3 separate regions of the Ovis aries genome follow, and all the other regions are linked to region 2. Evidence: chromatin contacts called from public Hi-C data. All regions are on one chromosome and are shown on one strand. The core of a region is the stretch at or near the end of the contact, and the rest is flanking DNA. Distances in the headings are between cores, read along the strand shown. Region 1 overlaps SP110 (SP110 nuclear body protein). Region 2 has its middle 69 kb from the start of CAB39. Region 3 overlaps FBXO36 (F-box protein 36).

What was found. A called contact is a pair of places that touch in the nucleus more often than the background predicts.
Region 1: a contact with region 2 is called in a Hi-C map of liver, with 4 times the contacts expected there. The contact joins two enhancer-like sites. A contact is called at or near these places in 11 of 16 Hi-C or Micro-C datasets (blood, hypothalamus, liver and 6 more).
Region 3: a Hi-C map of tail adipose tissue shows a contact between it and region 2, with 5 times the contacts expected there. The contact joins two enhancer-like sites. A contact is called at or near these places in 5 of 16 Hi-C or Micro-C datasets (liver, muscle, omental adipose tissue and 1 more).

The regions. Positions count from the first base shown.
Region 1 is chr2:232,197,549-232,201,814 of ARS-UI_Ramb_v3.0, forward strand. All of the region lies in intron 11 of SP110 (SP110 nuclear body protein), which reads right to left. Among named protein-coding and RNA genes, the nearest start is that of SP110, 31 kb to the right of the region's middle. Within about 2 kb of position 1,848, at least 3 of the 54 cell types and tissues checked have an H3K27ac peak or open chromatin away from gene starts, as enhancers often do. A contact at or near this core is called in liver, where this site is marked.
Region 2 is chr2:232,464,765-232,469,749 of ARS-UI_Ramb_v3.0, forward strand. No RefSeq gene overlaps it. Among named protein-coding and RNA genes, the nearest start is that of CAB39, 69 kb to the right of the region's middle. Within about 2 kb of position 3,672, at least 25 of the 54 cell types and tissues checked have an H3K27ac peak or open chromatin away from gene starts, as enhancers often do. A contact at or near this core is called in liver and tail adipose tissue, where this site is marked.
Region 3 is chr2:232,043,886-232,048,791 of ARS-UI_Ramb_v3.0, forward strand. All of the region lies in intron 3 of FBXO36 (F-box protein 36), which reads left to right. It overlaps LOC132659231 (a long non-coding RNA gene), which reads right to left. Exons shown (of 2, transcript XR_009599430.1): 2 at 3,304-4,906. Among named protein-coding and RNA genes, the nearest start is that of SLC16A14, 55 kb to the right of the region's middle. Within about 2 kb of position 2,181, at least 2 of the 54 cell types and tissues checked have an H3K27ac peak or open chromatin away from gene starts, as enhancers often do. A contact at or near this core is called in tail adipose tissue, where this site is marked.

The DNA of each region.
Region 1 (4,266 bases), core at 598-3,097, 270 kb before region 2:
ACCCCCTCCCCTCAGGGAGGGAGAAAGTTTTCTGATCTGCTTCCCATGATCTTTCATTTGTCTCCATCCCACCTCTCATCTCAGTAAACAGACGTTTAAGGATGGAAGCCTGGAGGGGTGGATCGCAGTTTGAATGCAGCTCTCCCACATCTATTAGGTCAATGCTGTTAAATGTGAGCAAAGATGAGGAACCTGCTAGGATAAGTAAGCAATTAAAGAGCAAAGGGAGGGACGTCCTTGCTGGTCCACTGGTTAAGACTTCGTGATTCCAGCGCAAGTGGTACGAGTTCAATCCTGGTCGGGGAACTAAGATCCTGCATGCTGAGCAGCGTGGCCAGAAAACAAACGAAAAACAACCCCAAATCAACCAAAGAACAAGCAACAGCAACAGCAATAACACCAGAAAAAAACAAATACAAAGGGAGTTCATAGAGATGAAAGCCTGGTGGAGAAAACGAAAAGAAAGGCCTAACAGAGACAAAGAAGAGCAGAATGGAAAAACCCCTGTACGTGATGGGGAAGACCACCTCCAGGGATTCTTACAGAACCTAGGAAAGAGGCACAAGGTGAACACTATGCCTGGGGACTTCCCTGGTGGGTCAGTGGTTGAGAATCCTCCTGCCAATGCAGGGGCACAGGTGCAATCCTTGGTCCAGGAAGCTTCCACACGCCACGGAGCAACTATGCCCGTTTGTTGCAACCACTGAACCCGTGCTCCAGAACCCTCGGGCAGCAACTACTGAGCCCATGCCCCCTAGAGACTGTGTTCCACCACAAGAGAAGCCACCACAACGAGAAGCCCTTGAACCACAACTTGAAAGTAGCCTGCTCGCAGCAATGAAGACCAAGTGCAGTCAAAAATAATAATAATAAATAAAAATTAAGGCAGAAAATCCCATCATGGCCTGGGGAAAAGTCTGGACCCCTGTGGTCTGTAGAGGAAGGGCCCGTGTGGCGATGGAGTGGCTGGAGAAGCACCAGTTAGGGGACTAGTAAAAGCAGCACATATGTTTTGTTGTTTATTTGCACAACAGCCTTAAGAAAGGGAAGGCAGTGGTCATGGCCCTCATTTTAGAGTTGGGGACTTTGGCACAGCTTTGGAGAGAGGATGCCTGGCGGTCACCGCACTGTGAGATGAGGCCGGCATTGGAATCCAGACATGCCAGCCCTATGTGTGTGCTCTTTCCATGCCATCAGGAACACTGCAACAAGATTCCACATCATTTAACAGCAGAGGGTGTGGGTGGGTACTCAGTCATTCAGTCGTGTCCGACTCTTTGTGACCCTATGGACTGTAGCCCACCAGGCTGTTCTGTCCCACACAGAGTGTGTGTGTGCCTCCTAAGTCACTGCAGTCGCATCAGACTCTTTGCCACCCCAAGACAAGGTGTTAAATCAGAAGTCAAAGCCGGGTGGGCGGACATGCTAAAGAGGTGGGGGAAGCTGATGCTGACCGACAGCTGTCAGTGTTTGCCTAGACTCTTGCCTCCTACTTGTGTTTCCTACAAAGATCTGGAGGGGGAGTATTTATTTTTCAGCGTAAAACAAAGGACTTGAGATTAAAACACCTAGGTTGGTTTCAGCTCATGCAAGTCCTTTGTGTTCTAATTGAATCTGCAAAATGGGCTGGAAAATACCTATTTGAGGATTAAATGACAAAGAGTAGAACAAATCGGTTGCCAATTGTAAAGTGGCGTAGACACTTACATATGGTTGGCAGGGCTTCTGTGTATGGTCGTGTGGAATATACACTGAGCAAAGAGTCCCCCTTTAAGGTGAGGGGTGGGGAGCTCCTAGTGACATCAGAGCTATAGTCCATTCACACATTTCTGGCCTCTTTCCAGCAGGGGGCAGTAAAGGGCCTGGTTACAAGAATCAGCTCTGCCAGATATAAGTCGTGTGTCAAGGAAGGGGCTCTTTTCTAGTTTATATGGGTCAATGGAGGCCCTGATATAGGTATTCATACTTGATGAGAAAGAATGGATAATGTATTGATCTGACAGCTATTTAAGCACAAACTGCAAAGCGCAGAAGACAGCTGGAGCCACGAGCAAGTCCTTCTGACCTCATTTGATTTTCCTGAAGTGAATAGGATGTACAGACAGTTAATCACACATGTGATAAAACACACAAACTCACAGCCTTAGAGAAGAACTTACGGTTACCGGGGAGAACGGTGCGGGGAGGGATAGTTAGAGAGTTTGGGATGGACATGTACACACTGCTGTATTTAAAATAGATAACCAACAAGTACCTTCTGTATAGCCCAGGGAACTCTACTCAATATTATCTAACAACCTAAATGGGAAGAGAATTTGAAAAAGGATACATGTATAGGTATAACTGAGTCAGTTTGCTGGACATTAGAAATTAACAGAACATTGTAAATTAACTATACTTCTTTTCTTTTTTTTTTTTACAAAGAGATCTGAGGACTTCCCTGGTGGTCCAGTAGTTAAGACTCTGTGCTTCTGCATGGAGTAAGGGGAGTGGGGTCGGTCCCTGGTGGGGGACGTTCTGCATGCCTCAAGGTATGGCTGAAAATATAGAGAACCCCCCCCAAAAAAAAAACTATCAAAAAAGAATTATACTTGTGATAAGTGCCACCAAGAAAAAACACCGTACCTGCTGAGTTCAAGAGGCTTTGTTCAAGGTGAGTCTGAAGCTGTGTAGCAAAGAAGGAGGATGGAGGGGTTGGCTATGGGGATGGAGTGTGTGATGGGGGAGGAGATACATGAGCTGGCCCTGAGCAGGATGGAGCAGGAAGCGCTGGGTGATGCTCAGAGAACCAGGTTGGAAGAGACCCTGGGGGTGTGGCTAGGGGTTGGAATATGGGTGTGGATTATGTTCTATTTCTTGACCCGGTTGTTGGGTACACCTGAGCTTTTCCTTCGGGTGAGTCCCTCAAGTTGTACAGTACGCACCAGCATTTTTCTGTAAGCACAGTGTACCAGTGCTCCTCAAGACGTCAACCTGCGATGAACTTGACCAGAATAGGAATCAATGCAGGGCTGTCTATGATACTATATATATAATAGACAACAAATAAAGACCTGCATTGTACAGCACAGGGAACTCCAGTCAATACTCTCTAATGGCCTAGATGGAAAATAACCTAAACTGGAGTGGATATATGTATTACGTATACCTGATTCACTGTGCTATACAGCAGAAAGTAATACAACACTGTAAATCAACTACACTTCAATAAGGACTTTAAAAGTAATAAAAAGAGTGCATGCTACGTCTCTTCAGTCACGTCTACCTCTGTGCTAATGTATGGCCTGTAGCCCGCCAAGTTCCTCTGTCCATGGGATTTTCCAGACAAGAATACTGGAGTGGGTTACCATTTCCTCCTCCAGGGGATCTTCCCGACCCAAGCATCGAACCTGTGTCTCATGTCTCCTGCATTGGCAGGTGGATTCTTTACCACCAGCGCCGTCTGGGAAGCCCCAGATGAAAACAGGGATGTTAGTAAATGAGGCTAAAGAATGCTGAAGTCATTTATGGTCCTCCCAGAACTCAGTGGTTTATTATAGACGTCAGCAAACTACGGCCCAGGAGCCAATCGGCCCAGGGTCTGTTTCTGTAATGAATGTTTTATTGGAGCAGAGCCAGGCCTACTTGTTCATGTTTTTGCTCTGCCCATTTCCTGCTCCCAAGAAAGGGTTAAAGTAGCAGCCGTAAACCGGTGTGGCCAGCTGAGCCTAAATGACTCACTTTCTGGCCCATTTTAGAAGAAGTGTTTCAAGCTTTGGCTTGCAGTGGCCCCCTCACTTCTGTCCACATTTCTCTGGCCAAGTCACATGGCCCTTCCTGAGTACACAGGGCAGGAGTATGTGACCTTCTGAGATGCTGGCAAGCAGTATTGTGACCTCCCACCTCGGGCTTAACCCTGCGCAGCGTGCAGAGAAGTTTCCAGGAAAACACTGGCAGACTATCTCTCTTTGCCTGTGTATTCAACAAATGGAAAAGGCTTGTTATTCCTGCGTGTGTGTGTGTTAGCCAGTCGTGTCCGACTCTTTGCAACCCCATGGACTGTAGCCCAGCAGGCGCCTCTGTCCATGGAATTCTCCAGGCAAGAAGACTGGAGTGGGTAGCCATTTCTTTCTCCAGGGGCTTTTCCCGACCCAGGGATTGAACCTGGTTCTCCAGTGTTGCAGGAAGATTCTTTATCATCAGATCCACCAGGGAAGCCCTTGTTATTTCTAGCGCTGGTGAAGACATAGGGGAAAGTGTGTCCACACCACATTCGTGGGAGTCTAA
Region 2 (4,985 bases), core at 2,422-4,921:
ATAAAATAAATAAGCTATAAGTATATATTATATAGCACAGGGAATACAGCCAATATTTTACAATAACTTAAAGTTGAATATAATCCATAAAAATATTAAATCATTATATTGCACACTTAAAACTAATATAGTACTGTAAGTCAACCATACCTCAATAAAATATTTTATATATCAGATATGTGTGTTAGTCACTCAGTCATGTCCGACTCTTTGTGACCGCACCGACCATAGCCTTCCAGGCTTCTCTGTCCATGGAATTCTCCAGGCAAGAATACTGGAGTGAATTGCCATTCCCTCCTCCAGAGAAACTTCCCAACCCAGGGATCGAACCCTGGTCTCCTTCTTCACAGGCATATCCTTAACCACTTGAGCTACAGGGAAGTCTGGCCAATTTGAGTCAAAGTTGTTGTTATTTAGTCAATAAATCGTCTCCAACTCTTTTGTGACCCCGGGAGCCTGCCAAGCTCCTCTGTCTGTGGGATTTTCCAGGTCAAAATACTGGAGGAGGTTGCCCTTTTCTTCTCCAGGGGGTCTTCCTGACTCAGGGATTGAACCCACCTCTCCTGACGGCAGGCAGATCCTTTCCCGTTGAGTCCCCTGGGAAGCCCACCTGGCTCCAGCAGTGCCTTGATCACGGCTCCCATTATGAGGGACACTCTAGGCGTCTTATATCTAAGCCACGTCCCCCAGTCCAGTTTCTTGAGGGTTGGTTTTTTTCTTTCTTTCTTTCTTTTTTTTTTTTTTTTTGGCCACACCACATGGAATGTGGGATCTTAGATCCTGGACCAGGGATGGAACCCCATGCCCCCTGCCTCGGAAGCTCAGTCTTAACCACTGGACCATCTGGGAATTCTGCCAATCCAGTTTTGATTAGTACTAAAGCTGAGGTTACAATCTCCAAATGGTTGACTCTATATCTCTCCCTTAAGTGGATCTGAACTCAAGCAAGTAAAATGTGTGTTATTGTGAAGCCTCCTCAAATCCCCTCTGAAACCAAGAGAGACACATAGCTGTAGCCTTTGCTTGGAGAGGTGCCTGTCATAAATGAAGCTACCTTCCTAGACAGGTCCAACACTGATTTATCAGTGGTGTGGCCAGAGCACAGGGCTCAAAGGGCCAGTGAAAATCAACAGGTTTTAAATATCCAAGGTGGACACCACGGAGGAGAAGGGAACTGATGATGCTCTCCCTGAAAATTTACAAAGTTTACAAGACAGATGCCACTCGCTAGGGCACTCAGATAAGCAGATTTTCCCTAGCACATAGTGCCACATTTGACCTTCAGATGGAAAGTAACCCAGGTTAAAATTAAGTTCCACAATGGACTCTAGACAGTGACCAGCAATTTTTCTTCCCTCTGTGGTTTGATCTGTTGCTCACACCCCAGATAAGAGGAAGTTTTTACTCGTGTATAGCCATTGTTGTCCTGGGATCAGATTATACATTTCTAGGTTGGCTTCAAATTTTCTTGGGTTGTTCTGTTTGTTTGTTTTGATTTCTTTGTTTAATTCTGTGGGGTGGAACCAGACTGGTGACATTCTTGTTAGTTCTGGTTACCCTCTTACTCCAGGGACTCAAGAAGCACAGGACACATAAGAGACCAAGGCATAGACACTGGGTTGGCAGAGTTAAAAGAACCACATCTTCCAAGAGGCATAGTTGCTGCAGCCAGGACACTGAGAATCTAGTCTATACCTGGTCCTCTGCAGCTAGGTCTGAGCAGGGCAAGGACATCAGCTCGGGGCACTTTGGGCGATAACCCCTTTGGGAGCTTAACTGACAAAACAGTTCAGTTCAGTTCAGTCTCAGTCGTGTCCAGCTCTTTGCGACCCCATGAACCACAGCACACCAGGCCTCCCTGTCCATCACCAACTCCCAGAGTCCACCCAAACCCATGTCCATTGAGTCAGTGATGCCATCCAACCATCTCATCCTCTATCGTCCCCTTCTCCTCCTGCCCTCAATCTTTCCCGGCATCAGGGTCTTTTCAAATGAGTCAGTTCTTCACATCAGGTGGCCAAAGTATTGGAGTTTCAGCTTCAACATCAGTCCTTCCAGTGAACACCCAGGACTGATCTTCTTTAGGATGGACTAGTTGGATCTCCTTGCAGTCCAGGGGACTCTCAAGAGTCTTCTCCAACACCACAGTTCAAAAGCATCAATTCTTCAGCGTTCAGCTTTCTTTATAGTCCAACTCTCACATCCATACATGACTACTGGAAAAACCATAGCCTTGACTAGACGGACCTTTATTGGCAAAGTAATGTCTCTGCTTTTTAATATGCTGTCTAGGTTGGTCATAACTTTCCTTCCAAGGAGTAAGTGTCTTTTAATTTCATGGCTGTAATCACCATCCGCAATGATTTTGGAGCCCAGAAAAATAAAGTCAGCCACTGTTTCCATTGTTTCTCCATCTATTTGCATGAAGTGATGGGACCAGATGCCATGATCTTAGTTTTCTGAATGTTGAGCTTTAAGCCAACTTTTTCACTCTCCTCTTTCACTTTCCACAAGAGGCTCTTTAGTTCTTCCTCACTTTCTGCCATAAGGGTGGTGTCATCTTACAAAACAGGAGAGATTTTATTTGGGTCCCTGGTGACTGCAGATATGAAATTAAAAGATGCTTGCTCCTTGGAAGAAAAGCTTTGACAAACCTGGACAGTGTATTAGAAAGCAGAGACATCACTTTGCTGACAAGGTCCGTATAGTCAGAGCTATGAGTTTTCCAGTAGTTGTGTACAGAGGTGAGAGTTGGACCATAAAGAAGGCTAAGCACCAAAGAACTGGTGCTTTTGAACTGTCGTGCTGGAAAAGACTCTTGAGAGTCCCTTAGAGTACAAGGAGATCAAACCAGTCAATCCTAAAGGAAATCAACCCTGAATATTCATTGGGAGGACTGAGGCTGAAGCTGAAGCTTCAATACTTTGACCACCTGATGTGAAAAGCTGACTTATTGGAAAAGACCCTGATGCTGAGAAAGACTGAGGGCAGGAAAAGAAGGGGACGACTGAGGATGAGATGGCTGGATGGCATCATTGACTCAATGGACATGAGTTTGAGCAAACTCCAGGAGATAGTGAAGGACAGGGAAGCCTGGCATGCCACAGTCCATGCAAAGAGTTGGGCAGGACTGAGCGACTGAACAACAGTTTTACTATGGGGCTTAATTATGGGAGGGGGAGTCAAGAAAAATGGCAAAATGTCAAGCTCCAAACTCTGTCTCTCCACTTAGACAACAGCTGTACTAGCAGAAACTGGCCAAAGGGTGGGAGGCACCCAGCAAGGTCTCAGAGAGAGAAGAGTGAGGTCCTAACAGATCACTCAGCTCTGTAGCTCAGAGCTACGCCTGAGCTTCCTACTCTGCTAGTCTCAACAAACTCCAGACAAGCGCGGGCAGAAAGCACTGGGTCTCCGCTTGAAGGGAGCCTTCCAGGGGCTCTCCTCCTCTTTTCCCTTAATTTCATCCTGGGGTGAACTAGGTTTGGCCAAGGTGGACTTAATGGCAAAGGTGAAGACCTTCAGGATGAGGAAGAACTCCTGTCCCCAAAGGAAGGAATCATGATCGGATCGACAAGGGATGAGAGACTGAGGCCGCGCTTGGGTAACAGGCAGGAGCGGTTTTCGCCCAGCAAACACCGGATGTCGGGGGAGGGGTCGGGACTTCCCCGCGGGCACAAGGTCGCTTACTGGAAGTCAGCTGCTGACGCAAGCTCAGCCCTCTGGGAGCCAGCCACGCACTTTCCCAAAGCACCCTCCCCTTGTGGGGCAGAAGTCAGCCAAGACGATCCTCTAAAGCGATGCACATTATCAAACGTGGTTTTGACGCAGTGGGTAAATAGCCGCTGCCCTGAGCCCCTTCAAGGGCCTCCCTCCACTCCCTGCTGCCCTTGCCATTCATCTTATACCTAAACACCACCACCCGCGCCACCCTACCCCAAGACCTCTCCAATCAGCAACCAATCAGTCCCGGATCCTCCAAGAACCTGCTGCAAACTGCGGCCGGTGTCAGTTTTCATCCGGAGCACACAGAGCAAGATGAAAGGAGAGGCATGCCACCGGGGTCACTTTCTTATAATTCTAATTTTAGCAAATGAAACTTCGCTTTAAATCTGCATTTTTCAGGGTAGGATGCGGGGACGTAGGAGGGATATTCAAGTGGCAAGGGGACATAGGTAGACCTATGGCTGATTCATGTTGATGTGGTAGAAACCGACACAATACTGTAAAGCAATTATCCTTCAATTAAAAATAAATAAATTTTTTAAAAGATGTGGTGTTTTTTTTTCATTTTTTAGGGTTCTTCCTCTACCCCGTTCCCAGCTCCAGAACCTTCAGAACGTCTACACTGCCCTCTGATGGCTGAATGTTGTTATTGATCAGTCCCCTTTAGAAATGTCTTAAAACTTTTCCTCTCCTAATTCATCCTGTTGTCAGTCCTGAAAAAGTAGAACTCATTTTTTAATCCTCTAAACAAAGATCTCAAAATCAAGATTAGAAGTTATATTGTTTGTTTGGTTGCAAAGCCTGTCTGAATCTTTTACCACCCCATAGGCTGTAGCCCACCAGGCTCCTCTGTCCATGGGGTTTCCCAGGCAAGAGTACTGGAGTGGGTTGCCATTTCTTTCTCCAGGGGATCTTCCCCACCCAGGGATGGAACCCACGACTCCGGTGTCTCCTACTTGGCAGGTGGATTCTTTACCAGTGAGCTACCTGGGAAGCCCTAGAAGTGACATTGTGAAAGTCGCTCAGTCGTGTCAGACTCTTTGCGACCCCATGGACTATACAGTCCACGGAATTCTCCAGGCCAGAATACTGGAGAGGGTAGCCTTTCCCTTCTCCAGGGGATCTTTCCAACCCAGGGATTGAACCCAGGTCTCCCACACTGCAGGTGGATTCTTTACCAGCTGAGCTACAGGGGAAGCCCAAGAATACTGGAGTGGGCAGCCTATCCCTGCTTCAGCAGATCTTCCCCACCCAGGGGTCTC
Region 3 (4,906 bases), core at 931-3,430, 420 kb before region 2:
TTGTTGTTTGGTTTGATTTCTAAAAATTTCACTGATCTTATCCAGAATTCTGGGAATCCCGGGTCTTCTGTCTGCCTATCCCTCCTCTCTCATCTCCCCTCTGTCCACGCCTCCTAATATCTCTGGCCTCATTCACAGTAACCTCTTGGTTGTCACATCCAAAGGATGAGGCCTCCCACTCCCTGACCCATCTCCACTTCCAGGATTCTCTGGTGGGTTTCTTCCTGGTGGCTTGCTCACTGATTCATTGGCTAAACCTTTTGTGGGGGCTGAAGGTGGCTTTCTAAAATACACGCTGGTCATGTCACTGCCCTGCTCAGTGACCCTTAGCTATGTCCATCATTTTCAGAATGGGATCCATAGTCTTGGCTGGCACTTCAAGCCACTGTGTCCCAGCCCCGGTTCCCGCCCACAGCCCCAGCAAGGCAGACCGTGCGCTATCCTGTGTGCTCAGCTCTCTGCGCCCCTAGGCCTTTCTTACGTTGTTCCCTTCAGCTCAGACAGTATAGAACCTGCCTGCAAAGCAGGAGGCCCGGGTTCAATCCCTGGGTCAGGAAGATCCCCTGGAGAAACAAATGCCAACTCACTCCAGTATTCTTGCCTGGAGAATCCCATGGACAGAGGAGCCTGGTGCGCTACAGTCCATAGGAGTCGCAGAGTCCATGACTGAGCGACTAACACTTTCTTTTGAAGGAATGTCCTCCCTTCTGACCCACCACTCTTAACTCCTGAATGTCCCCTCCCTTGTTTGGGTTTTGTGTTATGTCAATTTTGTTTTATTTTTGAAAAAGAAAATTGATTTGCATTGCAATAACCAGGTTGACAATTGAATAAAAAATGATGTCTTTTAATGTGTAGTAAAAAGTAAATTTCCCTCCCATTCTTGATCCTCATTCCTCTAATTCTCATCTCCAGCAACAATCATATTTCCCGTGTCTTGTATGTCCTTCCAGAGAGTCTATGCACATGTAAGTGTGTGTGTGTGTGTGTGTGGTGTGTGAGCATATAAACATCTATATATACACACTCTTTTAAAAAGCATAAAAGCATATGGTAGCACTTTATACATTGTGCTCTGTCCGTGTTTTTATCTAAAACATATTTTAGATCTCTTTCATGTCTACATCTAAATCTTCAATTTAGAAAAGTGATTTAAGTTATTGTTATATGGACAAGTTGTAATTTTTAAAACCAGATCCCTAATGATAGACATTCAAGTGGTTTTCCCTCTGCTATTTATAAATAACTCCCCAGACTATGGCCAGACCAGACTCTGCAAAATTGAGTTTGCCTTGGAAGCATAAAGACACATGAGAGACACAGAGGGTGTGGGGACTCTGGTGGGCAGGAGTCCGAGCCTGGGAGAGCCCGTGGTGCTAGCCCACAGCCAAGTCTGTAAGTTTCCACTTATCCCACTTAATGCCACCAGTGATGAGGGCCATCTGGCTGCCTGGTCTTGCTCTGATTTCATGTTGACTAAACCATGGAGCCTCCAGGGATGAGCATCTAAAGGTCTGGTGAGCTGGAAGGGTGTATTTCTCTGGGTAAACCAACACAGTCACTCTGCATCCTGTGCGCTAAGTCGCTTCAGTCGTGTCCGGCTCTTTGTGACCCTGTGGACTATAGCCTGCCAGGCTCCTCTGTCCTTGGGATTCTCCAGGCAGGAATACTGGAGTGGGTTGCCATTTCCTCCTCCAGGGGCTCTTCCCGACCCAGGAATCGAGCCTGCATCTCCTGCATTGGCAGGTGGATTCTTAACCATCTGAGCCACCAGGGAAGCCCCTCCTCTTTATTGGAACTTGGCTCAGATGAGCACGCCCTTGAAAGGTGGATCCTGTGTCTTGGGACACCAGAACGTCACACCGAGGGCCAGCCCTGGGGTTGTGGTGGGCTCACTGAGGTGAGGCTGCCATGTGGGACCTTCCTGGGGGCTGCTGAGGTCCAGATGGGAGGAGGTGGGTATGACCGTGACCAGCAAATGGACATATTTGTCTTGTCTGGAACTCAGGAACAGGCCCCCATGAAACCCGCTGAGGAAGAAAGTCTCTCCTCTGTCACGTTTTGGCCTATGGAGAGCAGATTTTTCCTCATGGTCCCAAATTCTCTATGACTGTGAGTCCCAGGTCTGGCCAAGCAGGCAAGCCACAACGGGGTTATTTTGACATCTCCACTGTGTACAGAGAGTGTGGGTGTTGAAATCAGCTTGAGGCCAGAGAGCTGGGTTCTGTTCTTCACTCAGTGACTCCCCACCATGAACCCTGGGCAGTCACACCCTTATCCCCTCTCAGCCTTAACTTTCACATTGTAAAAGGAAAGATTTTAGCTATTAATAGATAAGTCCTAGGATCCCTGATGCGAAGAACTGACTCATTTGAAAAGACCCTGATGCTGGGAAAGATTGAAGGCAGGAGGAGAAGGGGACGACAGAGGATGAGATGGCTGGATGGCATCACTGACTCAGTGGACATGAGTTTGAGTAAACTCTGGGAGTTGGTGATGTACAGGGAGGCCTGGCGTGCTGCAGTCCATGGGGTCACAAAGAGTCAGAGGCGACTGAGTGGCTGAACTGAACTGGACTGAACTCAAGGATCCCTTAGAACGTCTGCATAGTTCATGTATGTTAAGTTCATGCACCACCACCAGGGGGAGCTAAATCCACGATCAGCTAAGTTTTGGATCCAAGTGGCTAGACTCAGTCAAGATGGGTATTTTGTGTTTTGCACCCTGAGATGTATCAAGCAAAAGAGCCCTAGGGTTTGTGAGTCCTGGCTGGGGGTATTTTGTGGACCAACTTGTAATGCAAAATAAAACTAAATATTTTCCTTATGAAATACAATGATCCATAAATGAAGTTACACTGGTGGAAATTTCAGCTCCAAGAATTCCTTCCTTTCCCCCCAAAACCTCATCATTTTCTCCCATAATTTCTGTTATATAAGATACACTGACACCCTGAAATGTATTGTGCTGGGAAAGAAATAATCATCTAGAGTTCATATTTTTAAAAAGAGGTTCAGATATGTTTGTTTTTTTTTAATACTAAGAAATCTTTTTAAGAGTTTCCCTTTATTGTTTATATTTAGAATATGTTGTAATCTGAGTAGAGAAACTGGACCTTGAAGGGCTGTTGAAGGTGGGATTAAAACAATGAACGACCTGCCTAACATCAAAATGTCTGGAGGGTTGTCAGTATCATAAGATTCAGTATTGCTGTTTGACAGTAACGTTCATGATGTGAATATAATAGTTTTTGCCTTTAATATTTATGCAGAAAGGGTCTTAAATGATGATGCCCTATTATTCTATTCATTTCTGTTTGTAGTTCACTCTTTTCCTTTATTGAAATATGTTGAGACCAGCATGAAGTATGAAAGTAAAGACGATAGCCTGCTTTCTGCTCCAAAGTGGGTATAACAGTATCATGAACAGAGATAATGCTTACATGCTTTTCCCCTTCTCCAGAAAGAAAGCAGAATGCGTGGGAACAAAGCAGGCCAGGCCAAGGGTGGTGAGAGTGGACTGCTTGGCCTCCTGAAGCCATGGATGGGGTGGGTAGTGGCAGCTGGTATGACCAGTTGGGTCCACACACCAGGTGGGTCCGACATCAGTCAGGCGCAGGGTCAGTTCACCTTCAGACAGCTGTCACATGGTGGGGGGAGCTCTCAATCCTGGTGCTGGACCTCCCCAGACTCCCAACCCTGGTGACTGAACTGGCCCCCCAGTAGCTAGGTGCCCGTGGGAACTTTCTTCCCGGTGTCTTATCAGAAGTGGATGAGGTAGCATCTGTTCCGTCTCCCTTTCCTCCCCATCAATTACATCTTTCCGTGTACTTTACCTGTGTCACCCCTAGTAATTGTCACAGCACTAAAAGTTTAACATCATTTCCATGTAGTCACAATAAGTACCACTTATTGAATACCTACTATGTGCTAAGCATTGGATGTACATAATCCAGTGCAGTCCTCAAACAGAGCTGTGGGATGGTTGGGTAGAGACCACCCAGTCTTGATTATCAAGGCAGAAATAGAGACTCAGATAAAGCACACAAGTAATGCGCAGTGGAGTCTAGTGCTGCGCCCAGGCAGCCTTACTCAGTGGCCAGTGTGCTTAAATCACTTTATTCTGCTCCTTAGATGAGCAAATGCAAGATCGGATGTGGAGACAGGCTTAGAGCAGTAAGTAGAATGCCCAGGAGGACTTAATCATTAAGTGTCAGGGCCAGTGCTCAAATCAACTGTGTTTGCTGGTTACCTTGTCTACCTTGGTACCTGAAGAACACAGGAAAATATTCTCTCTTATAAGATGGAGTTAAGTATGCGAATGTGTTTTTTCACTCAGTGAAACAAGAGCTGCAGCAGGTAGGTCCCACAATGACAGGCCATGGCCTTGAAAGAATTTTCCTCAGGTCACATGGGAGCACCCGTGAGCAGTAAGGCAGGAAAGGTCCTCACGCCTCAGAGCATGCCACTGTCCTTCTGTGTGTGTTGTGCTTAGTTGCTCAATTGTGTCCAACCCTTTGAGACTCAATGGACTGTAGCCCACCAGGCTCCTCTGTCCGTGGGGTTTCCCAGACAAGAATACTGGAGTGGGTTACCATTTCCTTCTCCAAAGGATCTTCCCAACCCAGGGATCAAACCTGGGTCTCCTGCATTGCAGGCGGATTCTTTACTATCTGAGCTACCAGGGAAGCCCCATCCTTCCTGCTATGTTACTGTACACTTGTGATAGCTCAGATTCCTTTTTAATACATCTTTAGAATATTTACCTCTGAGTCATTTCTAATGACAGGGCTTCTCCAGTGGCTCAGTGGTAAAGAATCCGCCAGCAATGCAGGAGCCTCAGGAGGTCCCTGGGTTCATTCCCTGCATGGGGAGTACCCTCTGGAGAAGGAAATGGTAACCCACTC